2 separate regions of the Anas platyrhynchos genome follow, and region 1 is linked to region 2. The links are chromatin contacts, called in public Hi-C maps. All regions are on one chromosome and are shown on one strand. The core of a region is the stretch at or near the end of the contact, and the rest is flanking DNA. Distances in the headings are between cores, read along the strand shown. Region 1 holds the start of LOC101804261 (fructose-1,6-bisphosphatase isozyme 2). Region 2 has its middle 32 kb from the start of DAPK1.

Evidence for each region. A called contact is a pair of places that touch in the nucleus more often than the background predicts.
Region 1: a contact with region 2 is called in a Hi-C map of liver, with 3 times the contacts expected there. The contact joins the promoter of LOC101804261 here to the enhancer-like site in region 2. A contact is called at or near these places in 3 of 8 Hi-C or Micro-C datasets (liver, skeletal muscle and subcutaneous adipose tissue).

The regions. Positions count from the first base shown.
Region 1 is chrZ:44,824,514-44,831,142 of IASCAAS_PekinDuck_T2T, forward strand. LOC101804261 (fructose-1,6-bisphosphatase isozyme 2) reads right to left here and starts at 2,718. Exons shown (of 7, transcript XM_021270706.4): 1 at 2,439-2,718. The coding sequence starts at 2,611.
Region 2 is chrZ:44,640,561-44,646,879 of IASCAAS_PekinDuck_T2T, forward strand. No RefSeq gene overlaps it. Among named protein-coding and RNA genes, the nearest start is that of DAPK1, 32 kb to the right of the region's middle. Within about 2 kb of position 2,646, at least 1 of the 8 cell types and tissues checked has an H3K27ac peak or open chromatin away from gene starts, as enhancers often do.

The sequences.
Region 1 (6,629 bases), core at 1,468-3,967, 180 kb after region 2:
CGTGTCATCTGCTGCTGGAACAGCTCGTACGGCTGCTCAGAGCACCGTGAGAATCCCCTCAGCCCCCAGCCACCCCAAAATCAGAAGCTTTGAAGACAACCCCTGATATTTCCATATGCTAAACTGCTCCTTTGGATTTTATTCAGATTAATTTATTTGGTGATCCTCAGCTGGGTTACGGTGATGTTTCTATTCTATATTTTGATTTTGGTAGCACATTAATTATGTAGTACATAGTAATATATATATCTGAAATTTCCAGTTGAGGAAGAACTATTTTGACATGACATGTGTGGTCAGGGCATATATACGGCATTTTTGTTCATTATGGAAAAACAGAAAGGACAGAAAGGGGGACAACTAAATAATCTCTATTGTGTTCGTCAGCAGCAGGCCTGACTTTTGGGGACTGGTCTTTTCTCTTATTCAAAGCTAAGATCTGCCTGAGCTTTTCAGAAGTATTGAGTTTTTCAGGTATTTGCATTTTCGAGAGCCAGGTTTAAGATGCTGGAAAGGAATGTGATTTTTAGGGCACGTTAAACATCCAATCTCCAGTTAGTGTGTTTCCAGGCAGGTTTCCAACCCAAATTTATTTTTTATTTTGTTAAGCCATTCTTCACCTTTGAATGGCAAATTTGTTAAAAATTCACACTGCACTATAAACCATCAAAGAAGTTACTTCACATTCTCCTATTTGGAGAAGCCATAAAAATCAGAGCTCTCTAGCTGCATTTTTCTGTTTGATGATAAGGTCCCAGCTCTTGCTCATGGGAAGAAGGCATAAGTGCAGACAGATGCAAACCAGTCACCATGGTTGGAAGCTTGCCACAGGAATCTCCAAAATTTCATGGTTTCAGCAGCAGTTTGAACAGTACAGGTTATTTATTTGTGTGTTTGGATATTTTAGATATTTCTTGGTTGTTATCTTATATATATATATATATATATACATACATATATATATAGATATAATATCATATATATACATTATATATATCCTTTATATACATATACATAAATAAAAATAAATATATATATACCAAATATATAAATTTGGTAGAAAAAGATGTTTACTCCTTAAGATAATGGGTGTATTCCTTCTGAAGGGAAGATTCATGTAGCACTGAGGCAGTAGTAGAGTCTTGTAGGCAAGGTGGCTATTCCACCTCCAGTCTATTAAGCAGTAGTTCTCCCCACTTATGAAATAAATCAGAAGTTGTATCTTGAAAGACAAAAAATAAGTAAATGCAACATTTCCTCTAAAATGGGAAGAAAAAACAGCTCAGCTTTACCTCATAACTACAGAGACAAAAATACAACTTAAGAGTTAGCGCACAGGAACATGAGGCTGCTGCTAACTTTGGGTACGACTCTCTACAAATTACAGTCCACACCTGTAAAGTGAGTATGGTAGTACTGAGACACTGAATTTATGATTGGAAAAGATCATCGAGGGTTTTGACCAAATAGGCAGCAGAAGCGCAAAAAAAAAAACAGGGTGTTAAAGCATTTCAGTGTTTCCACAGGATGAAAAAAAATAATAATAATTAGAAAGGAGTAAATGACAAGTGTTGTCTTTCTTACATAGATATATTCCCTATCTTCTACAAATGCATGCATATGTACATGCACAGGAGTGTGCACAAATATACTTTAATACATAAACAACAACTGTATATTTTAAATACATAATTTTATTAGGAGTTTCCAGCTCCCTGAGCTGCTCCTAATAGATCACCATTAAAAGATCACCATTAAAAGGCTGATAGTGATTTATTTATTTATTTATTTCAATCTGGCTGTGTGAAGAACAGCACAAGTCATTCCAGGATTTGCTAAGGTAAATTTTTGCTTTCTAAACCACTACATGCCAAATTATTTTGTTTGCTTTTCATATAAGACCTTTTAAATCTCCCCATCTGTAACGCTGACACTGGTTGAGGAGGGAGGGGTAAATGTACCCATGAAGGATAGCATATGCCATTTCTTGCAGGGTTGTTGCTTCGGAGCATGACTTACACTGCAGTCAGGCAGAACATCAGCTTCCCAAGGCAAGCCAAGATCTGTTTGCACCACTCAGCACCGTGCTTGGCTGTTAGCAGAAAATATCACGGTGCATTTTCCTGCAGATTCACAGTAAATTTAAAAATACATCAGTATCAACCTTTAAGAGGTGAATGGCGCCCTGAAGTCCTGACTCGTGTTTTAGCAGTAAAATATTGCAGAACAGCAGCTTGCCTAAGCTTCTACCTAGTGCTCAATACTGGAGTGCTCCTGAGAGATCTCCACTTCCCGCTCCTGGCAACCCATGTCCTGACCTCCGCCTGCCTGCAGCCTCTTGCAATGCAGTTAAACATCCCTACCCTCTTCCCAGCCTTGCACTGCAAGCAGGAGCCTCTCCACCTCATGTCCTCCCCGTACGTCTCAGCAGGACTCACATGTGGGCAAGGCCCGCCTTTCTGACTGCCGAGGAAATGGCCTTTATGGCAGTCAGCATGGAGTTGAGCAGCTGTGTCAGCTCCCCGGTGGCTCCTTTGACTCGCCGTCCCTTTTCCATGACAAACCGCGTGAGGGTCAGCATATCTGTTTCGAAGGGGGTTTTGTCGGACATTTTTGCTGGGTACCAGTGTCCCTATGCTCTCGGCTGGGTTGGGCGCTTTCTTGCTGTGTTGAGATGCCGGGCAGCTGTTTTATTTTGAGGGGAAGCTACTGGCTGCACTGCCAGCCAGAGTTTATTAAAATGCTTCCAGGACCATGTGATGGGGTGCTCAGAATAGCTGCTCACGGACTGGCTCTGCGGCTCCTCCGGGATGCAGGAAGGGAGCCCGGGACAGGGAGCATGGCTGAGAGAGCAGAGCTGCCTCTCCGCTGCCCTGCCCACAGCTACAATTCCTGGTGCCCAGATCTATCGACACACCCTCATGGTACATTAGGCTGCTTTTAATGCAAAGCTCTTGTTTAGCCACGTGGCTAAAAACTGCTTTCCCAGAGACACTGCTCAGCAGCAGGCTCAACATCACGAAGTGTGAAAAGCAATGTACAATTTGCAGCTGCTCTGCGTCTAAAGTGAGAAGACTATTTAGCCACCTAATACAGTGGTGTGGAGGTTAATTCAACAACCACAGAAAATATTTCAGCCAGGGCCAGGCCTTGTCTACACCAAGATTTTTTGCATGATGACTTACAAAATGAGTGCACTGAGCATCTAGGCAGGCATCTATTAAAGATGCTTTATATTGCTGCTGCAAACCCATTTTAATAACTTCATTCCCAGTCTGGGCTACTTGTAATATTATACTGTTTGCATAGAAAAGTACTCGTTGAGCTATGGCTTGTTTGCTTACAAAGTAATTAAACCTTCAATAATCTACAAATGAAGCTTATTTGATTTTAGCATGTCTGTGTCATAAATGAAATTTTAAGTCAGGGTTGTTATGGTAGTGCACCATGTACAGAAAACACTGCACAGGAAACATTTGGTCTTTCAGGAGGCACATCCTTACTGTGCAGGTTATGGAGAGATGGCACAGGCTGCCCACATCAGCAGCACAGTCTTCTCCTTGGAAAGATGCAAAAGCCACCTGGAAAAGTGGCCCTGGGCAGCCTGCTCTGGGTGGCCCTGCTTGGGCAGGGGTTGGGCCAGGTGGGCTCTGGAGGTCCTTTCCAATCTCACATATCCTGTGTGTCTGTGATTGTTTGTAAGTGTAGGTATGTCTTAGTTTGCAATTATATTACAAGTAATACTGCCATAATTTCTTTACAAGCTATATCTTGTATCACATGGCACTAACATGAAGGCAAAAGAAATACCAGTGAACTAAGTACAGGTTATTAGCTGCAATATAGAAACTACAGATTTAAATTGCAGCACTACCCTCCCACTCAGAAGAGGCTATAAGAACAATCATATGTTGTAGTCTTCGTTTTACTCATTAGCAGCACTCTCTTGTTTTTAAGATAAAGATCTGGAAAGCCCACAAGTACAATAAGAAAATCTGGAGCTAAATCCAAAAAGTTGCACTGAGTTTCACCATTATCATTCATTGAACTCAAAAACTGGACTAAAATCGTGCCAGGGAGAACGAAAGCTAAATTCAGCAACAAAACATACACCAAGCTTTCTTTTTGTTAATATTAACTGCAGCTATAAGCAGAGTTCTGACATCCCTTTGCACTACTTTTTTTTTAAAGTAATTTATCATTTATCTGGATTTTCCTAAAAGTATCTCTTCCCCTATGTAAGATATGTTACTTGGAGATTTGTAAAAGGGATTTGAATGCAAAGGTTTTCTGCTTTGAAATCAGCCTCAAGCAAAACTGTCAGGGGCTGACAGCACTGAATACTAGCAAAAAGCGGAAGGACACAGTTCGGTGCTGCTCATATCCTGTGTGCTTAGCTTTGGGGATGTTTTTCAACTCTCACTGTAAGGACAAGGACTTGTGAGCAGAGTTCCCCAGGAGGACTAACAGACAGACGTTCTACTCCATCCTCAAAGGCAGAGAAAGGAAAACAAACAAACAAACACATGATAATATTTCTTTTTCTCATTCTTGTGATCTAGTTAAATGTCTATGATGCCATTCCTATCATGGTAAAATATTCCAGAGCACTTTTTGCCATGATAAGAGCATTTTCTTCTTTCAAGTGACTTTGTCCCAAACCAAAATATAACATACTTAGTGAGCTGTGGGATAGCTCATGGTAAAGCTATTAATAAAAGAAGGGAACAGGATCCACATTATACATGCAAACAGATCTGCTGGCTTAAAATACAGACATTACATTCTGTATATTATTTCATCACTGTAGTAGTTCTCAGCCTGAATAGTACTAAAACGCTTTTAATTCAAAATCTCTCTGCTGTGTAGCTAGAATGTTGTTGGGATACCCAATCAACTTAGCAAATAAGAACTGGGGGGAATAGGAGGGGGTGGATGTACTATGGTTTCTAACATTTGTCAAAAACATCACGTGCAGACCTTCTTTACTATTGATTCCAAGTGATCTTTTACACTGGTCAAAATGACAAAGTTCAGAACCACTTCTAGCACAAAGTTTGTTTTGGAGTTAGTTGTTCAAAGGGTGTTCTCAGAACTAATAAGGCCATTATTTGCCTCCTCTCTCTCTCTTTTTATTTTTCTTTTTTTTTTTTTTTTTTTTTTTTTTAAACTGAAAAATTCACAAATGCTTTCTACAGGTAGTGGACAGTTTTTAATAGGTACTGTTTTTAATAGTACCTTAAGCTACTGCTCAGTCACACTCCTTCAGTAAGAAATGAACTCATACAAGTATGTGAAGAATACAGACTCAACAGACAGGCCTTCCAGAAACATTCCTTATTCTGTCTGATCTCAGTCAAGATAAACTTTTGATAAATACCATGGAGGTTTCACTGAGTGGTAAAACCTTACAATTAAACACAATATATTATTATTATTCTATAGGTAGGAGGGAGAGAAATAAATTGGTTTTAAAACAGCATGGTGGCTATAAGCCTCAGTGACAGCCAGTAAAATGGGCTGGGATATGATAGAAAGGATACAAAAACAAACAAACAAACAAACAAACACACAAACAAAACAATTTGACAGATCTGCAGGAGATTTCTCCTCCAATACAATAATTACACAAGAGCTCTCAAGGCTGATTCATGCTGCCATTGGTGTATAGGCTAGCCCTGTGCCGTAAAGGTGACACCTCTTCTAACTCCTTCTAAATGTTAGTCGTTTGGATGGCACTGGCTGAAATTAGAGCCAGTGACCTTTCACCAAATGCCACAGTTCAGCATCTGAGCAGGGCAAGAGGTAGCACGTGAGCTGAAGATGGACACTGTGTCAAGGCGAACTTTTTTGCCCAACTGTGATAATCCTGGCTAGCTATGGAAAGAAACTGCATGGTGAGCTGATGGAGGGGTTCTCCCTGTAAGTGGCTGTATGGGAAGCCCTTTTACACATGGGTGCATGTAGGACAGATAGACAGGAAAAACAAAACAAAACAATAAAGCCAACAACAAAAAACCCTCATAACATAAAAAACACGATCTATGAAATGTCAACCCACAGGCAAAACCAAAACACTGGTAACTGACCTAGCATATGCAGGCCGTATTGCCTTTCTTTCTATAACCTTTCCATGATGCCAGTATGTTGTCTTAAAAATAGATATATGCAGCCCAAAGATTCCTGGAGAGGCTGAGGGTAGAGTACAGCTAAGGAATTACTATAGCTAGATTAAAGTGTCTGCTGTTAGATACTGCCTGTCTGTTAAATTGGGCCTGCAGACGGAAGAGATACAGCGGTCCAAATGGGGATATGGAAAGCCAGAAAAGAACTGGAAGGGCTTCAAACTCTATTCTAATTAGTGTATTAATAAAAAGCTGCCCAGATATGGCTTTGAGGACAGATCAAATTAAAAACTTAAGGGTCTAAAGAAGTTCTGCACTGCAAAAAAAAGTCACATGCTTTGCTCTACAGGTAGCATGCAGAACCTCAAGGGGTTTAGAGTCCTTCCTAGCACCATGCCTGCTGTGCTGACCTTGGAGCCTTTTAAAATGCTACTGGCCATTTGCTAGAGCAAGCCAAGTGGGAAATGCTGGGGACAGGGCCACACTTTTTCCATGGGAAGTGTC
Region 2 (6,319 bases), core at 1,396-3,895:
GCTCTGGATTTGAATCAGAAGTTTGAAGTTTTTTACTATCTTTACCACAGGCAACTGAATTTCTGTACCTCCCAATTTCTGTGGAAAATATCATTTTGAGTTATATTCTCTTTCTTTCTCCTTCTCATGTTTAAAATCTTTTTAATTGTTCTTCCAACTTCTCTTTATCCTTAATTTATTAACCCCACTTGGCAATGTTAGTTTAGTTATTTGTTTTAGTAGCGAATACAGAACAGTATTTGGTTCATAAATCTATGTAATCAAATTTAGATTGTATTAAAAATTGTTGTTGGTTTGGTTTAATAGACTTTGGCTTAATAGACTTCACTGAAAATCAGTAGATACAGTCCAAATAGCCATATTCATCTGACAAAAAACTCAGAGCATATACAAATACAAAATACAAATTTAGCTCATGCTGGCGGGATGGCTTAGGTTTAAATGGTGACAGATGCAATAGGATTGTGGCTCTTGGCTAGAGATGTCTGGGGTCAACACAGCATAAACAGCATAAACCATATTTATGCTCAACTCTGTCTGTCTCAGTGTTTCCCTATTTGTACCAAGTAAGGTTGATGCAGAAAAATCAACGTCCAGTGATTACATATTATTCTTTGAAGTGATGGCAGAAGCTAGAATAGACATACTGTAGTGACACGCAAGATACAGAACTCATTGTTGGTGTGTACAAAAATTCAAGCCAGCTTTTCCCACCAGAGGATGTAGTCTTGTGGCCACATCTGGTGTAAATTAAGTACAGCTGGATGGAAACTTACAGAATCCCATACAGCTCACATACCCAGAGCAACAACTCTCAGCATAACAGTATTCACCTGCTTTCATGAGCAGATCTTCCTTAAAAAGAAATGCTAGCTTTGAGGAAGAACACAGGAAACTGAAACCATTATTTCCTTTGTGGCAGCTGATACCGACAACATCAGATATCCGTGCAATGCACTGTTGATTTCATGGATGTTCATCTTGTTGGTAGAGGAAGGATGTTTACTATAGGATCTTTCTCCTGCAACTTGCCTAGGACCTTGGTTGCTGGTACTTTTGTATTTTGGGAAAGCCTGTTGAGGGATTTTTTGAAACAGCAAAAATCCCATGGCTTGCTGTAGCTGAGCAAACCAAGCTACCAGGGCAACTATGAGAAGTTCCCATGACAGTGTTCCCACATCGCCCAATTGAGGAATTTAGAAAAATATTGTTACCAGCATCTGGCTTCAAGGACAAGGTCTGCGTGACTGCTAATCACAAGGGGATTGTTTTCTTGCAGGTGGGGTTGTTTTCTTCTAGTTGTTTGTCTGAGTGCTTTTGACCAATAACCTTGAGTGAGACACTATCTGCCTCTGTTAAGTTCACTATAAAAGTTAGGCTATTTGGGCAATAAAATGGAGCATGATCTGACTCTATTGGTGTCTGTCGTGCTTTCGGCCGTTCGTCCTCTAACAAAAGCCCTTTGGATCTTACATGTAGGGGCGTGTGGTACCGGTCAGGATACTTTAATATAGAAGAGAGAAAGCAGTTTAGCAGAAATCGGAACTGGATACATGTAACAGCCTGCAGGACCTTTAAAGTGAATAAGGAAAAGCACCTTACATTTCCAGGAAAAAAAAAAATAAAAAAAAAAAAAGAGAGAGATAGAAAAAAGAAAAAAAAAAAAAAAAAAGGGAAAAAAAATATCATTTAACTGAGAAGTCTCTTCTGTTTTGAAGGGAAAGCAGTACTTGAGAAGGAACAGAGCTATGTTTCTCAGGGCTGGTACTCTTACATTGTTCTGTACTCTGCAAAAATGCCTTAACAAAATATTTCTGTGAAGTAATCCCCAAGGAGAACAGTATCTGTACCTTACACTAACCTTGTAGACAATTGCACTACAGATGCTGCAGTCCTCAAAGAAAGACTGCCCAGGTGCAAGTGGAAAATGCTACAGCAATTCCATTTGTCAACATAAATCATCAGCAAAAACATGTCTTAGTAAAACAATTTCAGTAATTCTAACTGACTTTTACCCAAGATTCATTTCTCAAGGTTGTTTCAGAAGACGTTAAACAAGGCTATTTTTTTTTCTCTTCCAGTGCTGGAAAGTGTAGATTTCCAGTAATCCATGCATTAAGAAATCTGTTTACAGAGATCATTAGGAGCAAAACATGTAGGTGTTCTTGGAAAGCAGTTGTGACATACAGATATCTGTGCTATACATTTGGGTCAAAGTGTGATAGGAATTTTTAGTTTCACTGAAGTGCTAAAGAATCAGCATGAGATTTGGAAATAGACATTACTGGTTTGGTATTAAAAAAAAAAAAAAAAAAAAAGCTTATCAGAAAGGAAACAGCAAAATAATAATAATTAAAAAAATAATAATTAATTAATAATGATGATGATAACAATAATAATAAAGCCTATAAAACATTTTATCCTAGAGATATGAGACCTTACACAATAAGAAAAAAATGTGCATATATCACACATCACATATTTTATCATATCCTGTCATATACAGTATTAATTATCTGAAAGCATACTCTAGGCCATATGACCTTGCCAGCTGCCAACAGCTAGAGAGGCAATGACTCAACTCACTGATCACTCTGAGAGCAGAATCACTCCGGGAAATCCTGCACAGAGTAATACATATTAATGACCAACTCATTTTTGAGGGGGCAGCTTAGAGAACACACTTTGATGTTCTTGCCTGGGCAGAAGTCTCATTGTCACCCTGACTCAAACAAATGGAATGCACTAAGGCATGACTGACTTAGGTGGAGGGGAAGGCTGCAGTCTGAGATCTGCAGCAAAGTCTGTATTTTGAAACTGGCAACTCAAAGTTTGTGTAGCTTCAGCTGGAGACAGCTAACTAATCGGGTAACCTGAATCTTAGTTGCCAGAATTGCCATGTTTTTTTTGTTTGGTTGGTTGTTTTTTTGCTGTGAAGAAGTTGCACTTCATTAAGGAAGATACTGACCTTTGATGATCCAGTTGCATTAACATTTCCTGAAAGTTCTGTTAGCAGGGAGGTGCAATTTATTGACTTAAAAGCTGTATGGTCTGATTTGCAGTTTGACTAAAGCATTTTAGGCCACCCACTTTCACACTGTAACAGCCCAATTAGCATACCATACAATGAAGCACATAAAGAAAGACTATAACATGAAGCCAGAGAAAACAACAATGCTCTCTAAAAATATGCATGTATTGAGGAGTACAGTCCCATTGAAAAGACTGACATAATAGAAATGGACCACTCCAGTAATTTTGTGGTTTAAAAATTATTTGCACAGCATCAGGCACCATTACCGAATGCAAAAATATGTTGTCATGACATTTCAGATGTCCTTTTTCATTCTTGTACTGCCTTTTGGCCATTTAAGGAGTCTTCAGTACACAATGAAACAAAAATTATAACCTTTGGCCCATACAATAGCATACTTCACTTTGTAAATGTTATACAAATTTTCTTTGATTAACCCATACTGCAGACTTCAGAGGCAAGTAAATATTTGTATCATTTGCTGTTCAAGAATGTACAGAATCTGAGCAGGACATTTTAATTCCTAGCAAAGAGCTTTGACTCCTAGCATTTTAATTCCTAGCAGAGATCCAACTTACAGATTCAGAGTTTTTTATCCAATATGTCATGACTGGAGATCATCTGGAAGTCTTCTTACAATGCCATACTAGAGGTATTGTAGTTGTTAAATGACCAAAAAAAATTTTTTTGCATGTAAAGCACCAAATATCTGTGCAGGACTGCCTCTGACTAGCTTTAAGTCTAGATAATAAAGAGCAAAATATGAATCACAGCATCCCTATAACATACTTGTGTACTTCAGTATTTTTCTGAGCTCACAGGCATTTTAACCCATATTTTGTAAAATGAAAAAGACCTCTATCCTCTCCAAAGTTAGCAGTTATAAACAATGATTCTGTAAGAGGAAAAATGTCAGCTGCAAATAGTCCAAAATGCTCTTCACCTTCAATTGCAACCTTTATCATCAGCACATACAACTCTTCTTTTAACCTTCGCTATGCTCTGTCATGTGAAGGGAATAGGATAAACAAAAATGCCTTTATATTATGTTTCAGGAAGTTTGCAGTGAGGTTCCCCGAGGCTGTTGGCTAGCCAGTCTGGGATATTAAAAAAACAAACCACCGTGTGACACACAGAACAGATTCAATAGCTTTTGTCAGCTGTGGAACAGGCTGTGACTAAAGACTGCTACTGAGATCCTGTTGGAGGACTGGCAGAAAGTCTTTTCTTGGAGCTGGGCAGAAGCAGGAGCATTAAAGGAGGCAAAAGCCTGGGAGAGCAGCTTACAAAATGGTAGCCAAGTTGGGTTTTACTTTGTCAAACCAAGCCTTGTTTACTTCCATACTATGGCCAAGCACCATACTATGGCCAAGCACCATTCTCTGGCCATGAGGACAACAGGCAAGGCTTGGCTCCAACCCTTACAGCTAAAGCCTCTAATCCTCAGGAGTAGTTTATCTTCATCTGACGAGCCCATTGAGAACAGCTTATGCCCTGTGGTTATTCCAAGACATGCCAGGATCCTGCTTTGGAGAGGCCTAGCTGGTGTAGGCCAGAACCACACCACAGATCTCATGCCGATGTCCAGCCAGATATGCCCCCGCCTTGTCCTCTGTACTAACGGAGGGTAACATTTTGACCCAGATCCCACTCTGCAACTGCTGGATTCCAGTGCTCAGTGAATATAACACACAGAAGGATGATGTGTATGTACGGTGAATATAATATTTAGTTCTTTTTTTTTTTTTATCCTTATGTTTCCTAATTTATTTATTTTTTGAAAGTGCAAGCTAAAAAAATAAGCCTAAAAGGGTGCAACACCTACTAATCCTTCCATCTGTAACCTTTACAGTCGGAGTGAATGTCATAAAACTGGCAACAAGAGCTTTTCAAAATGTTTCCTCAGGGTAGGAACTATTTGGCTCTAAAGAGCAAAAGTGGATAACTTTCCCTGTTGAAAGACCCCAGGGCAATCTTGCACAGTTTTGATGTGTTAGACCAGAATCTTGTGGACATATACAAGCATTCAGAAGGGGGAGTGGGTTCCTTAATAATGAATCCTAGCCCTCTGACAGTGGAAATGTTTTCCTCACCTTTTAGCAGATCCCTAGGAGTAGTCCCTAGATATTCAAGGTTTATATATAGAGAGATATTTTATAATTCTATGATCAAACACTTAAACCATCCATTTGTTTAGGAATATGGGACTACACTGAACTGACTTTTCAAACTAAATTTTCTGAATTAGTAAAATTCATAAAAACAAATAAACACTCATTAATTTATCACATACCATGTGGTGGGTTTTGTTTGTTTGTTTGTTTGTTTTTGATGAAGTTGTGCTGGGAGAAGGTCCAGCAGTATTTTTCTTGAGTCACACTGTATTTGCTTTCTTCCTAAGAAGGTGTTTAGTATCTGACTGTCCTTTCTAGCTTTTCATCTGTATTACTGACTAAATAGATGCTCCCAGCCAACCTAAACAGTCAGAAGAAGATTTTTTTGTTGATGTTGATACAGAAAGGGGATATAATGTATTTCTGTATGATTCAAGAATGGACAGCAGTTGCTTTCATCTCAGGCATAAATGGAGGCACCTGTGAGAACTTCTGAAACTTGGGGCTCCAGAATACATCTTCCAAGAAAAAAAAAAAAAAATCTTAACCCATGAACTAATAGAAATGGCTTTCCAGCATTGTTGGTGGGCTTGCTTTACCAGCACTGTTCTCCCTGCTTCCTTTACTTTTCTGACCAAGCTGTCAGAAAAGGGCAGGTTCTTTTCTTATTTTCCCTGCAGAGTAAAATGCCTGTTCTCCCCCACAGTCCTCATCTGCAAAACAAATTCCTTTATTGAAAGTAGGAGACAATTAAGCTGCTGTTGAAAGAAGGGCTTAAAAGCATAAACAGCAGCTTCTGTTATGTCACTTTGACCCACAGAGTAGAACTTTCTGGCAATACAAATTTTAATAACATACCATAACACCCAGCATATTCCACTTTGTTTAAAAGAGCCGTCATCCTCCACAGTGAAGGAACAGATGAAAATTTGTTTCAGTAAAAAAGGTCAAGGTATTTTTCAGTGCCTTTGGGATCTGTTCCAGAGTCCCACTGCAAGGGTTATGCTACCTGGCCCCAGTAAAATCCTGAGAAAGAGTCCGAGATCAAGCTCAGTGTTGATAAAGTATATAAAAGCAAGGCAGCATCAGTGAACCACGAAACTATGCATGTGGTTGCATCAAGGCATTCCCCAATGTTGGTCTGCTGGTGCTCTGTTTTCCCTCTTTGCTA